2 separate regions of the Sus scrofa genome follow, and region 2 is linked to region 1. A link is a contact called in public HiChIP or PLAC-seq data. All regions are on one chromosome and are shown on one strand. Each heading gives the region's core, a stretch centred on a gene start, on an enhancer-like site or on the middle of the called end of the contact. The rest is flanking DNA. Distances are from core to core; before and after follow the strand shown. Region 1 overlaps MYO1D (unconventional myosin-Id). Region 2 overlaps MYO1D (unconventional myosin-Id).

Region 1 (7,314 bases), core at 1,671-4,170:
ATTTGTCCAATAAAAATGTATGCATATAAACACAAGACATGCACAAGAATGATTTAAAAAAAATCTCAAATATCCATCAACGTGAAAATGGATAGACAAATTGTGGTATATTTTTACAAGGAAATACTACACAGCAATGAAAATGAGCAAACTGGCATTATGTGGAATAATATGAATGTTCTCACAAACACAAGGTTGAAAGAAACAAAAAGGAACGGGTAGTGTTTGATTTCATTTATATTAAGTTCAAAATGAGCAAAATTATGCCTTTGAAAAGGAAGGAAGATGCATGCACCCCTATGTTCACCGCTATTCACAATAGGCAAGACATGGAAACAACCTAAATGTCCATTGACAGATGAATGGATTAAGATGTGGTACATATATACAATGGAGTACGACTCAGCAATAAAAAAGAACAAAATAATGTCATTTGCAGCAACACGGCTGGACCTAGAGCTTTTCATACTAAGTGAAGTCAGAAAGAGAGACAAATGCCATAAGATATCACGTATATGTGGAATCTAAAATATGGCACAGATGATCCTATCTGCAAAACAGAAACAGATCGCAGACGTGGAGAACAGACGTGCGGTTGCCTGGGGGGAGGGGGAGGGAGTGGGATGGACGGGGAGTTCTCGGTAGGTGGATACAAACTAGCATTTGCAATGGATAAGCAATGAGGTCCTACTGTACAGCACAGGGAATTGTGTGTGATTGCGTCACTCTGCTGTATAAGGGAAATTGAAGAAATGTAAATCAATCATACTGTAATTAAAAAAAAAAGAAAAAAAGGAAGGAAGGGGTAGTGACTGGGAGGGAACACTAGAGGGCTTCTGGGAGTCCTATTAACAGCCTATATCTTGATTTTGGGGGATGGTTACATAGCTGAATTCACTTTGTGATAATTCATCAAGGTACACCCTTAAGATTATACATTTTTCTGCATGTAGGGCATGTTTCAATAAAAAAAGTGAAAATATTTGCCCAGATGGAAACAGTGGGAGAAGGTGTGCTACACATCAAAAAAATATTCCAGGGGTCTGCCAATCCAGTGACCCTAGTTTTGCTTAAATTACACCAAGCCTGAAAACATTTGAAAATCACTCTTCAGAAGGATAGTATCACCAACAAATGACTATAACAGCAATTTTGTTTTTCTTTTTAGGGCTGCACCCATGCCATATGGAAGTTCCCAGGCTAGGGGTCGAATTGGAGCTGCAGCTGCCAGCCTACATCACAGCCGCAGCAACGCGGGATTCGAGCCATGACTGAGACCTATGCTGCAGTTCATGGCAATGGCTGATCCTTAACCCACTGAGCGAGGCCAGGGATCAAACCTGCAACCTTATGGATACCAGTCAAGTTTATAACCCACTGTACAACCAATGGGAACTCCTAGCAAAGATATATTAAGTTCTGGTTCAGACACTCAAAGTAGTCCTAGGACTATTTTGTTCTCTCTCTCCCTCCCTTTTTTTCTTTTCTTTTCTTTTCTTTTTTTTTTGTCTTTTTAGAGCCACACCTGTGGCATATGGAGGTTCCCAGGCTAGGGGTCGAATTGGGGCTGAAGCCCCACAGCCACAGTAACGTGGGATGTGAGCCCCATCTGTGACCTATACCACAGCTCGTGGCAATGTCGGATCCTTAACCCACTCAGCAAGGCTAGGGATAGAACCTGCGTCCTCTTGGTTACTAGCCAGATTCATTTCTGCTGAGTCACCACAGGAACTCCAGGACTATTTTGTTTATTCACATAAGGTACTAATAACATTGCTTTGACCTGTTAGAATGATGGTGAGAATGGAAAATGGGGCAGTGGAAGAGAAGAGGTAGGAGATTCTAAATCATGAAATGAAAAATTACCTTAAGAGTTGGTTTTCCTCCTTTTTGAATTTTAGTGCTCTTTGGTTTTTAATTCTGCAAAGAACTTTTCTTACAAGTTAACAGAACCCAGTCAGAACAATACAACAGATAATGATTTGATGAATTCTTATGTTTAAAAATAACTGAGGGATGATACGAGTGCAGTAGAGTGTTGACTGCAGGATAACAGCTTCATGTGGTTGTATATGAAATAAAAAAATATCTGAAACAAAGACTGTCTCACAAGCAATAGATGAACTTCAAGTCATTCTGTGGACTTTCCCTGCTCTGTAAAACACACACACACATACACACTCTCTCTGTAAATTATCATATATACATGATAATCTGAAAAGACTCTTCTAAACAAGTCATGGCTTAAAGAAGAATCATGATGGAAAAGACAAAATAATTAGAATTGAACAAGGCTAGTACCATACCGTACACATGTAACGTTTAGCCCAAGCATTCTCAAACACAGATTTATCGTCTTCCATGCATTTTTAAGACTAAATTCAAAAACTAAAGCAGTTAATTCCCCAATTCAAAAAAAAAAAAAAAAAACAAAAACAGAAAGCAAGACAAAGAACAACAGAGCAAACCTAGAAAATCGAGAAGAAAAAAAAAATAAAAGAGGTCAATGAAAGGGGGACAGACAATCAACAAAATCAGTAAAATAGTTCCCTTGACCTTGGGAAAAAATGAGGAGCAGCCTGTCTAGCCAGTGAAAGGACCACAGCCACAGCAGGGTGTGTACCACACGTACACTTGAGGGCTCTTCACTCCAGGCTCGTGTGTCCTGGTGGCCAACAGACCGGCTTCCCTTAAACAAGGTGCCCACTGCCGCTCGGTCAGCGGCTTCCTTTCCCGTCTGAGGAAAGCCTAGGGCTGCTCCCCGGAGCACGGGGACATGGGGTGCCATGCTCTTTGGAGGCAGACGTGAAGCCAACATGATGCTAACATGCTTCACGGGCTGTGGGATAATGGCTCATGTACTGCTGTCTCCGAAGTATGTCAAAACCTCCCCCAGGCTCCACGAACTCTTGGCCTCATTTCCTTCACTTTCCTTCCGTCTTTTGTCCCCTTCGCAGCCAGCTTGCTTGCTTCTTCCTCTTTTTCCTCTCCTCTGCTTCCCCCTTTTGCTGGCATACAACATGCATGTGGTAAAGTGCACAAATTGCCAATAAATCGCCTGACAGGTTCTAACACACGTGTGCACACGTGTAACCGCCACGAGATCAAGCTAGCTCATATCTCTGGCTCCTAGAAGGCGCCTTCCGCCCTGCTCAAATCTCTCTTTGCTATGCCTTCTGCCCAAGATATTTTTCCACCCAGTAAACACGCAGCTCATTCCTTACCTCTTTCAAGTCTTTGCTTCACTGTCAATTTCTTAGCAAGGCGTGATCACTCTATTTAAAATTACAACACACTCTTTTTTTTTTTTGGTCTTTTTTGGCATTTCTTGGGCCGCTTCTGCAGCATATGGAGGTTCCCAGGCTAGGGGTCAAATCGGAGCTGTAGCCACCAGCCTATGCCAGAGCCACAGCAACATGGGATCCGAGCCACGCCTGCGATCTACAGCACAGCTCATGGCAACGCCGGATCCTTAACCCACTGAGCAAGGCCAGGGATCGAACCCACAACCTCATGGTTCCTAGTCGGATTCGGTAACCACTGTGCTACAATGAGAACTCCAACAACACACTCTTTATCCTCCGCTTGTGTGTATATATATGTACACACAGAAATACACAGATGTATAGTCTGTATTTCCCCCCATTGAAATGTAAGTTGCACTACGGCAGAGATTTTCAATGTTTTGACACTTCTGTGCCCAATACCCACCAGCCTGGTACGTCATGAGCCCTGAGTAGTTCTTTCTTGAATGAATGGTTTAGTTATTAAAGGTATAACCAGTCAGCCTGGTCTACAACTGCCTAAAATCCCAAATGAAGGGGATTCTTAGACTATTATTCTAACTCAGGTATAATTTAAAAATACGTCCTCTTTGGAGTTTCCATGGTGGCTTAGTGGAAACAAATCCGACTAGCATCCATGAGGACGCAGGTTCGATCCCTGGCCTCTGTCAGTAGGTGAAGGATCTGGCGTTGCCGTGAACTGTGGTGCAGGTCACAGATGCAGCTTAGATCTGGCGTTGCTGTGCTGGCAGCTACAGCTCTGATTTGACCCCTAGCCGGGCAACCTCCATAAGTTTCGGGTGCGACCCTAAAAAGACCAAGAAACCTCCATTCCTTGAAGGTCCTTAAGTCTCTGCTCACTGAAACTCAAGCTCTAGCAGAAAGAGCACCAGGATGCTGCAAGAAACAGCTCTTAGAGGGGCTGTGCCGATGGGTGCAGCATCGCCACAGGGAGGAACAAAGGAGGACCTCTATCCTGGAGTGCAAAGCCAGTGGCCTCAGTTTGGAGGGATGAAGCAGGCACTTAACCCCCCATACGGGACCCCCTGGGAGCTGGCGGATGTGCCCATTAAAGTTAAGTGCTTGGGGCACTAGGGTGCTGCTGCTTTATAGAAGTTCAATGAATTAGAAGAGAGAGATAAGGAACTGGATGAGGACTTTTCATGGTGTGTTAGGAAGGCAACAAATATTGGCAACAGATACCGCCTGGCGGGAAGGAGTGAGGAAACAGAAGGAACACATTTCTGCTGAGGCCACTGGTGAGAGCCAGGTTCAAAAACGGGCTGGATGCACGGCCAAACTGCTGCATCAGCTGAATTCTTACCTCTGGTGGTCATCCATGGGTGCAATTCAGGTCCTGCTTGACCAAGACTGGGGTTGTGGCAAACGGAATAGGGGTGGGTGGGAAACATCTGAGGACCCAAGGATGCCCAAGGATACCAAGGATGCCCAAGGAATGTAGCCTGTTCTCTCACTGACTCTTTCCCACTAGGAAAACCTAAGGACCCACCTCAACGGTCAGCACTATCTGTGACCAAGGTCCAAGTGAGACTTGGGCCCAAGGAGGACAGTCAAAAACTGTGGAAGGAAGAGGTCATGTGTACCCCACACGAACTGCAGTCATTATCTGCGCTGAGCTAGGAACAAGTCGGGGAAGACTGTGCGTAGATTTGCAAGTGCTTGACAAGGAGCTGAAGTACCAATTTGGATCATGCAGAACTGGTTGCTATGGTGAAGCCTCATCAGAGATACTCTGTTCAATATGCTACTTCAGGATGAAACTCTGATGGTGTGTCAGGATGGCTGATTCAGATCTAAGCCCAGCACCGGCCTGGGCCCACGGGCAAGAAAGGCGATTGTTAGTAAGACGACACATAAAGAGGAGCAGAGGCTGAGGGAAGGGCGGAAACGTGGACCAGCTAAGTGCCATGTTGCTGAGGGGCCAAAGGACAACACGGTCCTTCAGAGCTGCCTTAAAACCTGAGGAGTTTCCTGGGTTTCTATGAGATTCCTTTCCCTGACTACCATATGTATCCTTATTAAAAACCAAAATACTACTTGAGATAGTATATGATCATCGTGGGGCCCAAGGAAGGCTCCCAACATCCCTCAATGGCATATCGGTTATTTTGAATTACTGTTACTTAAGAAAGAGCCAGTGCGGAGCTCCTGTTGTGGCTCGGCGGAAACGAATCTGACTAGCATCCATGAGGATGCAGGTTCGATCCTTGGCCTCGCTCAGTGGGTTAAGGATCCAGGGTTGCTCTGAGCTGCGGTGTCGGTCACAGATATGGCTCAGACTGGCATTGCTGTGGCTGTGGTATGGCCATTGGCTACAGCTCTGATTCAACCCCAGCCCGGAAACCTCCATTATGCTGTGAGTGTGGCCCCCAAAGGACAAAAGACAAAAAAGAAATAGCTGATGCAAGAAGGATGCTTTGACCTTCCTCTTTCTCTAAAACCAGGAAATAAATCCCCCACGTGAAAGATGCTCTCCCTGGACCAGGAAGTAGAAAGATAGCATTATCACCAGAAATGGGGAATTCTGGGCTGTATAAATATACTTCTTTACTATCCAAGCCCAAACTTGGCATACATCCCTTGTAATTAATCAAACCTGACTTTCTTTGCCCTGTCAAATCCTCACAACTGTATTGTTTCTTCTTCTTCTTTTTTTTTTTTCTTGTCTTTTTGCTATTTCTTGGGCCGCTCCCGCGGCATATGGAGGCTCCCAGGCTAGGGGTTGAATCGGAGCTGTAGCCGCCGGCCAACGCCAGAGCCACAGCAATGCGGGATCCGAGCCGCATCTGCAACCTACACCACAGCTCACGGCAACGCCGGATCCTTAACCCACTGAGCAAGGACAGGGACCGAACCCGCAACCTCATGGTTCCTAGTCGGATTCGTTAACCACTGCGCCACAACGGGAACTCCTGTATTGTTTCTTTACACAAAAAGACATAAAAGGGACTGACTTTGGGTCACTCTCTGAGCATCATCTTACCACCTCTCCAGCCCACAAAATTAAATTGGGGTTTCTCCCATTAACCTGTCTCTTGTCGATTCCACTGGTCCGGCCACAAGAACTCAAGAGGGCTAGAGGGAATTTTCCTCCTTCTTGATCAGCCCAATCGGTTCCCTGGAGCCAGAAAAGCCCAACTCACACAGGAATAGCACCCATGCGGAAGGAGAGACGAGGAGCAGAGCAGGAGAGGAGGTAAGTGTGGGACCCGTAAGGACATGTTTCCATTGATGACTCTTGTTTCTGAAAACCTTCCAAGCGGGTTCTGAAACACAGTGTTCCCGGAGGTCTTCTCCTTCCTGGAATAATTCATAACCTGATGGAGCTGCATGGAAATCAGAGCTCACTCGGTGTATTAAAAGCGAGAGGGGAAGACAGAGGGCCAGCAAGAAAAGAGATTTCCTTTCTCTTTTCCCCACTCCCGAAGCACGGATGCTCTCGAATCACTTGCCCCTTCTCCCTCTAGACTCATCATTCTAGCCTCTCGTTATACATGCAGCTGCTTTCAAATTTTTATCTTAACTGCTGAATTCTCCTTCCCTGTGCAGTATTACTTCCAGTCATCTATGGGATGCATCCTTCTAAGTTTCACCAATACCTGAAACTCAACTTGACTAAAATTGCCATCTTTCTCCTTCATCCCCTCCCGGCTTCTTTATCCCTGCTATTAGCATCATCACGTTTAAAGGCTCCTTGTCTTAAACTCTGTTTTTCATTTCAAAGCATTTCCTACCAAAAAAAGAATAAAGAATAAAATAACAAATACAATAACAAATCTCACTATTCAGATGTAATATGTGGCTGTCTTTGCTTCAGACGGCACATTTTCACAGGTGCAGCCCGAAGCCCCTGCCCCATTCAATCTGCTCCTCCTAAGAGGTTAGTTTCCCTCCCAGCGCGCTGGTCTGGGGATGAAGGCTGATGAGCATCAGAACTGACTCTCAGGACGGGTGGGGCCCCTGGCAAGGGAGTGGGGAGGTGACCAGGGAAGGGAAGGCAGCCAGTGGG
Region 2 (7,314 bases), core at 2,954-5,453, 60 kb before region 1:
CTGTGTAGGATGAGGGTACAGGCATCTCTACCCTTTTAGCATTTCTACTTCCCTCCCAACTGTACCTGTACTTCCTGGAGGTTGAGAATATTTTTTTTTTCTGTAAAACCTCCAACAACAAACTCTTGATTTGACCTCCAAAAGGTACTCCTATCCCAAGTAGCACACTCTCAGTCAACGCTACCCCATCTACCAGGTGCTCCAGCCAGAAACGAATCCTCTCCCTGACTCTTACCCCGTGTAAGTCCTGTCATCACTGCTTCCAAAATATATTCTCACCATCTCCCCTGCTAAAACACTACACTAAGTCACCACCTTCTCTTTCCAGGACCAACTGCTCTCGTCTTACTATGATCTGTCCTCTATAACATGAGCAGGGTGATTTTTCTGAAATAGAAATCAGACTGCATCACATCACAACTCTTGCTAAAAAGTGGTCTCTCACTGCAACCTCCTCACCATTGCGCATAAGACCTTCAATGATCTGGCCTGGGCTATCTCTAACATCCATGCTCTTACACTGCCCACCCCCTGCCATTTACTCTGCTTCTGCTAGACTGGTCCTTATCCTTTGACCATCATAAGCTAATTCCTGTCCTAGGACCCTTGTTCTTCTGCTTGGTAATACCCTGGATCTTCTCCCTCTTCCCAGCTTCCAACTTGGGCTACACCACAGCTCACGGCAACACCGGATCCTTAACCCACTGAGCAAGGCCAAGACTCGAACCTGCGTCCTTATGGCTACTAGTCAGATTCGTTTCCTCTGAGCTGCAACAGGAACTTCCCAGCTTCTAACTTGGAACTGAAGCATCACTCCTTGCGAGAAGTCTCCTATGTGAGCAAAGCAACTTCCAATCCTTAGCTATGTGCTCTCATCTTATGCTGTGTATCTTCATGCTACCCGAGACATTACCTCACTTAATTCGACGTGTTTATTGCTTACTCCACCTCCTAGCCCGTGAGCACTGAGAGCTCTTTCGTTCACTGTATCCTCATCATCTAGAACAGTGCCTGGAACATAGGAGGCATTCACAAAACATTGGCTCTGACCGACTCAGGGTTCTGCAAGTTTGCTAAGGCTTCCCATGCTTAATTCCCAAAGTTGGAAATCTAGCAGTGTTTTATTACTGCAATCATGTAATTATTATTCACTAGTGAAGTAATATCCCCAAATATAGTCTCTCTTGAATGTCCCCCCACCCTGCACTCCCCTGGGAATTTATAATTGCCTTTTCTCTTCGTGGTCTAGCTTTTCCAGGACAGACCTGAAACCATGGGTGCCCTTTTTCCCGGGGACCGTTCGCCGAGGCCGTCTCTCTCTGGCTCTGGTGTGAACTCTTGGCTTGCCAAGTCTAAACCACAGCTGCCGCCCAGGCTTTATTTCCTTCCTGATTTGGATCAGCTACCTCTTGGCACGCATGCCTTCCTCCTTCTTGTTTTATTACCTTAGTTTGCGGGAACATATCCTTGGAAAATTTCCTACGAAAGGGTGTGTGAAAAGCTCTGCTTGCTGTGTTTTCCCCCTTGTTTTGGTTTTTCATTTCACACTTGATGGACACTTGGGCGGGGTTAAGAGTGACAGGCTGACCACACCTTGCTCTCAGTGCGAGGAAGACAATTTTGCCTTGTCTCTTAGCCCCTGGACTAACTGGAGAATTCACATAAGTACATCCTTGTAGGTATAATCTCAGTCCCAACTAAAACTGTCCCCCACAAGACGTTTGCAGGAGACAAAGGAAACAATTGTATCAGGACTAGCAAAGACGACTCCCGGGGATACATATCAAATTCTGTCATTTAAATGACCTGAATTAGGTTGAATTATGGTACATTGAGTAAAGAAATTCAAACTTATTTCTTCCCCAACAGGCAGTTCTCCACGAATTCATCTCAGGATGAGGCTAAATACTTTCCTACAAGTTTTTTCCTAATTTATTTTTAAATTTTTTGGTTGTTCGTCTTTTTATGCACCCGCAGCATATGGAGGTTCCCAGGCTAGGGGTCGAATCGGAGCTGCAGCTGCTGGCCCACACCATAGCCACAGCCACGTGGGATCAGAACCAAGTCTGAGAGCTACCCCACAGCTCATGGCAATGCAGGATCCTTAACCCACTGAGCAAGGCCAGGGATCGAACCCGCAACCTCATGGTCCTAGTTGAAGTCGTTTTCGCTGCGCCACGATGGGAACTCCCCTAATTTTTTTTTTTTTTTTTAAAGCAAACCTCTTATTTACAGCACTCATTACCATTGTGGTTCACCGTAGCATCGTAATTGCTTTTCACTATTTGTAAACTCAGTGTTTTGGGGAGGGGGCAGGGGGGGTCTTGCTTTAGGGCTGTGTCTCTGGCTTCTAGTCTGCAGAAGAGCTGGCGCTTTGAGATGGGGCTCACCCTGTAGGCTGAGGAAAATGAGAGCAAAGCCATTCAAGGCACGGAACCTCGGGAGCTCTCTGGAAGTCAGGAGGCACCGCCCCTGCGGAGCTTTTTAGGCTCTTGGCCTTCACACAGACGGTGGCTGTCAGAGCTCATGAGCTTTGGTGTCAGAAAACTTGGGTCTGACTCTGACGCTGCTCTGCTCGCTCTCAGCTCTGCAGCTCTGGGCAAATCATTTATATGCTCTGAACCCGGTTCTTCACCAGTAAAGTGGGGATAAGAATGTCTACCTCGCAGGAGAGTGACTTTGAAGAGCAAATCGTACCATTTATGTAAACAAATGGATATAACAGGATCTCAAGAAGTAGTTACTTCTATTTTTTTTTTTTTTCTCTTTTTACAGCCGTACTTGTGGCATATCAAAGTTCCCAGGCCAGGGGTGGAATTGGAGCTGCAGCTGCTGGCCTACACCACAGTCACGGCAATGCCAGATCTGAACCGCATCTGAAACCTACGCCGAGGCTTGTGGCAACGCTGGATCCTTAACCCACTGAGGGAGGCCAGGGATGGAACCCGCATCCTCACAGACAGTAAGTCGGGTTCTCAGCCAGCTGAGCCACAACAGGAACTCCACTTCTATTAGTTTCACTAATGAAAGCAATAAAATGTTGCTATGCAGAAATCCAACCTAAAGCATTAATTTTGATGAAAAAAAATCCAGACCTTATATATACTGTTTCACATAATATTAATGATGCAAACAATCTACAGTAAAGGAGAAATAATTAACAAGGTTTTAAATCTGAGGCTCCTGCTGCATGAAGTGTGTCTATCTTCTATTGGTGAAAATACTCGATTGTAAAACTGAAATAACGAACACGTTTCTGCATCTGAGGCTCCTTTGGGTCCAGAGCAAATGTCCTTCAAACTTCCTGCAGCTCTACCCCTGCCACCTCCGACTGACCTTGTCCACAGCTCAATCCATTAAAAAATCATTAGGCAGGAACCTCAAGCTACAAAGGCTTGCCTTTGATTTCTTTTGCATCCTTTTACTTACTGGTGGAAATTGTGAGTTAAATAGAAATGAGGTTTTAAGCCTAAGTTTTATGTTTACAATAAACTGTTGGGTAAACCAACATTAAATATACATGTGGTGTGATAACACAGGAAAGGGATTTTGGGGGGTGACTAAAGGATATCGACCTTATTATTTCAGTCCCATTAGACGCCCCGAGGCCTCCGCTCAGCAGGCTCCCTCTTTCCATCTTATGCCACGGCCTTCACTCACCATCCCCTCTGGGGAGGGCTTCTCCTAATTCTGTTTCCCATCCATTCTCTTGTAAGGATTCCCGTTTCCTTCTTCGGAGGGGGCCTGGATGACGGCTTTTCAGGAAGATGATAGCTCGATTGAGGGGTCAGGAATAAATTCATCACACAGACTCCAGAATTCCCAGGACAATTTGCTGCTCAACTAGCTGGAGGAGCCACAAACCTCAGCAGACCCACAGCAGTGGGGAAGAAAACAGGACTTCTTAAAAACTAGGTTCCTCTGCTGCTTATAAGCCATGGAGCCTCTATTTGTTTTGGTTTGTGGTCAATCAATGCCCTGGTCTGAGACATCTGACAACGGCAGAGGGGCAGAAACGAGACAGACAGGAACCTCAAAGCCACAAAAAGCCTTGTATTTGATTCCATTTTACCTACTAAAGGGACTCCGCTAATAGACTCTGAGAACAAAATTGCAATAAATTTAGCTCATTGCTAGGGAGATCAGGGGTGAGTCAGGGAGAAGGAAGAGGAAGCATGTCGAAAAAAAAAAATCTATTTTCCCAAATGTGCAAGACAAAAGAACACTGCAGAACTGGCAAGCTTGCTACTCTGCCCTATTTGCTATTTAGGTTCCAAGCACTGTAGCTGATGACAAGTTTTTAAACCATGAGGTTTTGTACTTAAAGGAACCCCAGTCTCCTGACCTTCTTACTGTCTCTCTAGGATGGAAGCCACAAAGGACAGTCCGTTTCAGAATCTGCATTTAGGGACACCTGCCAAGGCCTTCTGAGGACAGCTGTGACTGCCTTACTCTAATCTTTTATAAAATGAAGGTGAAAAAGTTTTCTTTCTTTCTTTTTTTTTTTTTTTTTTTTTTTTGCTTGGCTCTGCCTGTGGCATACAGAAGTTTCCAGGGCAGAGATGGAATCCACGCCACAGCAGTGACCTGAGCCATGGCAGTGACAACACTGGATCCTTAACCCACTGAGCCAGCGGGGAACTCCCAAATGTTTTCTAAATAGTACAAAACTCTAAAGAAAATTCTGTCACACGTTTTAAAAGCAGCTCACAAAAGCAGCGTATCACTGGCTCAGGAGATCAAAAGCACCTAACGAGAGTTCCCGTTGTGGCTCAGCATGTGAAGAACTCAATTAGTATCCATGAGGATGCAGCCTCGCTTAGTGGGTTAAGGATCTGGCATGGGGCTGTGAACTGTGGTGTAGGCCACAGATGCAGCTTGTATCCTGCATTGCTGTGGCTCTGCTGTAGCTTGGGAAGGTCCATATGTTGCAGGCGCGGCCCTAAAGAGAAAAAAAAAGAAAAGAAAAGAAAAAAGAAAAGGAGATAAAGCACCTAACTGGACTACATGATATGATGGTGAGCCAGGTGCTCAGAAGTGTGCTTCTATGAGTTAATGTCCTAACTCCTCAATCTGATATACATCAGTTTTGATTTATTGCCTCCTCTCTCCTGAAAAGGCTAAGTGACTTAGAACAGGAAGAATGAGTAATATCTCACAATGGATCTCGGTTGGTCAGGTGCTTAGATGTTTGTTTTTCACACCTTTCCTTTTACTCAAAGGTATACTTTCAGGTTTGAGCTCTGCTCTTCTGAACAGATGGCTATCAATTAACTAACAACGCTGAGCTGGTTTACCAAGAATTCATCGTCTAGTCACAAAACAGTGAATATGATTTAGCTTTCACTAGGAACAGTCAAAAACAGCGCTTAAATAAGACTCCAGCAGATGGGATGACTTTTAAGATGCAGAAACCAGGTTTCAAAGAGACCCTGGACTCAGCTATTAGAACGCCCTGGGTTTATAAAACATCAGAAATGCCTGGCAGAAATTGCACATAAGAGAGTAGCAGAATATGGCTTTGAAACTTCATATACATAAAATAAGTCACTTGGCAAAAATATTTCCCGTTGTTTGTGGTCTTAAGTTCTTTTTTCAGCCCGCAGGAGAGGTCCAATAAACTGCCATTAAATAACAGAGGGTCCCAGGAAGGTCCCTTGTGGTGCAGTGGGTTGAGGATCTGGGGTTGTCACTGCAGTGGCTTGGGTTGCCGCTGTGGCACGGGTTCGATCCCTGGCCCAGGAACTTCCATATGGCAGAGCCAAAAAAAAAAAAAAGAGGGTCCCAGGGGAGATGGGATGTCAGAATTTCTATGTGTATAAGGTTTGAAAAGTGCACCCTAATCTTTTCAGGATCATCCACTATTTCCCAATAGCAGAATTACTGCTAACAGTAGAATAATAACATTATTAGAGCCTCGCCCATCAGAGCATCAGCACTGGCCGGTCAGGTTTAGAACACATCTCCCACTGGCTGACAGAACAGATACGTGGAGCTGGTTTTCCTGAATGGACATGGTATAAAAAAAATTAAACTTTTGAGTGTAAAGGTATAGAATTTAGAACAGGAAGAGATATGCTAACATTTTAAAGCTCAGAATATACTTCCATTCAATCTTTTAAATATCGTTATTATTTGCAATTTGGCTTTCACTGTCAACACTTAAATAAAGGCACTTTTCCAGGTCTGAATTTCCTTTTACGCTGAGGCATTTGATCACGCTGTCCTTTTCTTCTTCTTTTTTGGGGGGGGCTGCACTTGCAGCCTGCGGAAGTTCCTGAGCCAGGAGTTGAATCTGCACCATGGCAGTGACCTGAGCCACAGCAGTGACAATGCCAGGTCCTTAACCTGATGACCCGCCAGGGAACTCCACGCTCTCCTAGTCCTTCCAAGAAATTACCTCCCTCAAGTCTCCCTGTACCTTTTTTTTTTTTTTTTTTTGTCTTCTTGTCTTTCCTAGGGCTGCACCCGCAGCGCATGGAGGTTCCCAGGCTAGGGGTCTGATCAGAGCTGTCAGCCTACACCAGAACCACAGCAATGTGGGATCCGAGCTGCATCTGCGACCTATACCACAGCTCACGGCAACGCCAGATCCTTAAACCACTAAGCGAGGCCAGGGATCAAACCCGCAACCTCATGGTTCCTGGTAGGATTCGTTAACCACTGAGCCACGACAGGAACTCCTCCCTCTACCTTTTTGACTTCCCATCCATTAAACACAGGATTTGCCCAGAGGTCCAATCTGGTCCCTCTTTTCACTCTACAGGTTCTCCTGGCAGCTCTCTCCTGCTTTGGCACACGGTCAAACTCATTATATTGTTCTCAGGTTCCTTGATGATCTGGTCCTACCTACATACCTTCCCAGTACTTCCTGCCACTCCCTCTGCACAACCTCTGACGTTGCAACACAGGACAACATGTCACTGTTCTCAGAACAGAGCCCATGTATTTTGCAAATATTCCCCTTATGGCTTTGCTCAGGCTGCTTTCTTCGACCCCAAATGCACTGACCCCTCTCACCTGATCCCCTTCCCTAGACTCCAGAGCCTGGTTTCAAGCTAATGAACAGCTTCCCTGCAGCATCAGTGACATGTGATACATTCCACACATTCAAAGGATACGATCTGAAAAGTTTTGAGGTGTGTGTGTCTGAGTGTGTGTGTGTGTGTGTGTGTATCTGTGAAAGCATCACCACGCTTCAAATATCCACCACCCTGCAACGTTTCTGCGTGCTCCTCTGTAATCCCTTCTTTTCGTGAGTTTTGGTAGTTTGTGCCTTATTTTAAGGAATTTGCCCATTTCATCTCGGTTGTC

What was found. HiChIP or PLAC-seq counts read pairs in DNA pulled down with a chosen protein or histone mark.
Region 2: a contact with region 1 is called in an H3K27ac HiChIP or PLAC-seq map of alveolar macrophages. The contact joins two enhancer-like sites. A contact is called at or near these places in 16 of 47 Hi-C or Micro-C datasets (differentiating spermatogonia, embryonic fibroblasts, epiblast stem cells and 10 more) and 1 of 2 datasets of contacts at active chromatin or transcription factors (alveolar macrophages).

What each region holds. Positions count from the first base shown.
Region 1 is chr12:42,335,562-42,342,875 of Sscrofa11.1, reverse strand. All of the region lies in intron 20 of MYO1D (unconventional myosin-Id), which reads right to left. Among named protein-coding and RNA genes, the nearest start is that of CDK5R1, 160 kb to the left of the region's middle. Within about 2 kb of position 2,920, at least 1 of the 83 cell types and tissues checked has an H3K27ac peak or open chromatin away from gene starts, as enhancers often do. A contact at or near this core is called in alveolar macrophages, where this site is marked.
Region 2 is chr12:42,397,105-42,404,418 of Sscrofa11.1, reverse strand. All of the region lies in intron 21 of MYO1D (unconventional myosin-Id), which reads right to left. Among named protein-coding and RNA genes, the nearest start is that of CDK5R1, 94 kb to the left of the region's middle. Within about 2 kb of position 4,203, at least 2 of the 83 cell types and tissues checked have an H3K27ac peak or open chromatin away from gene starts, as enhancers often do. A contact at or near this core is called in alveolar macrophages, where this site is marked.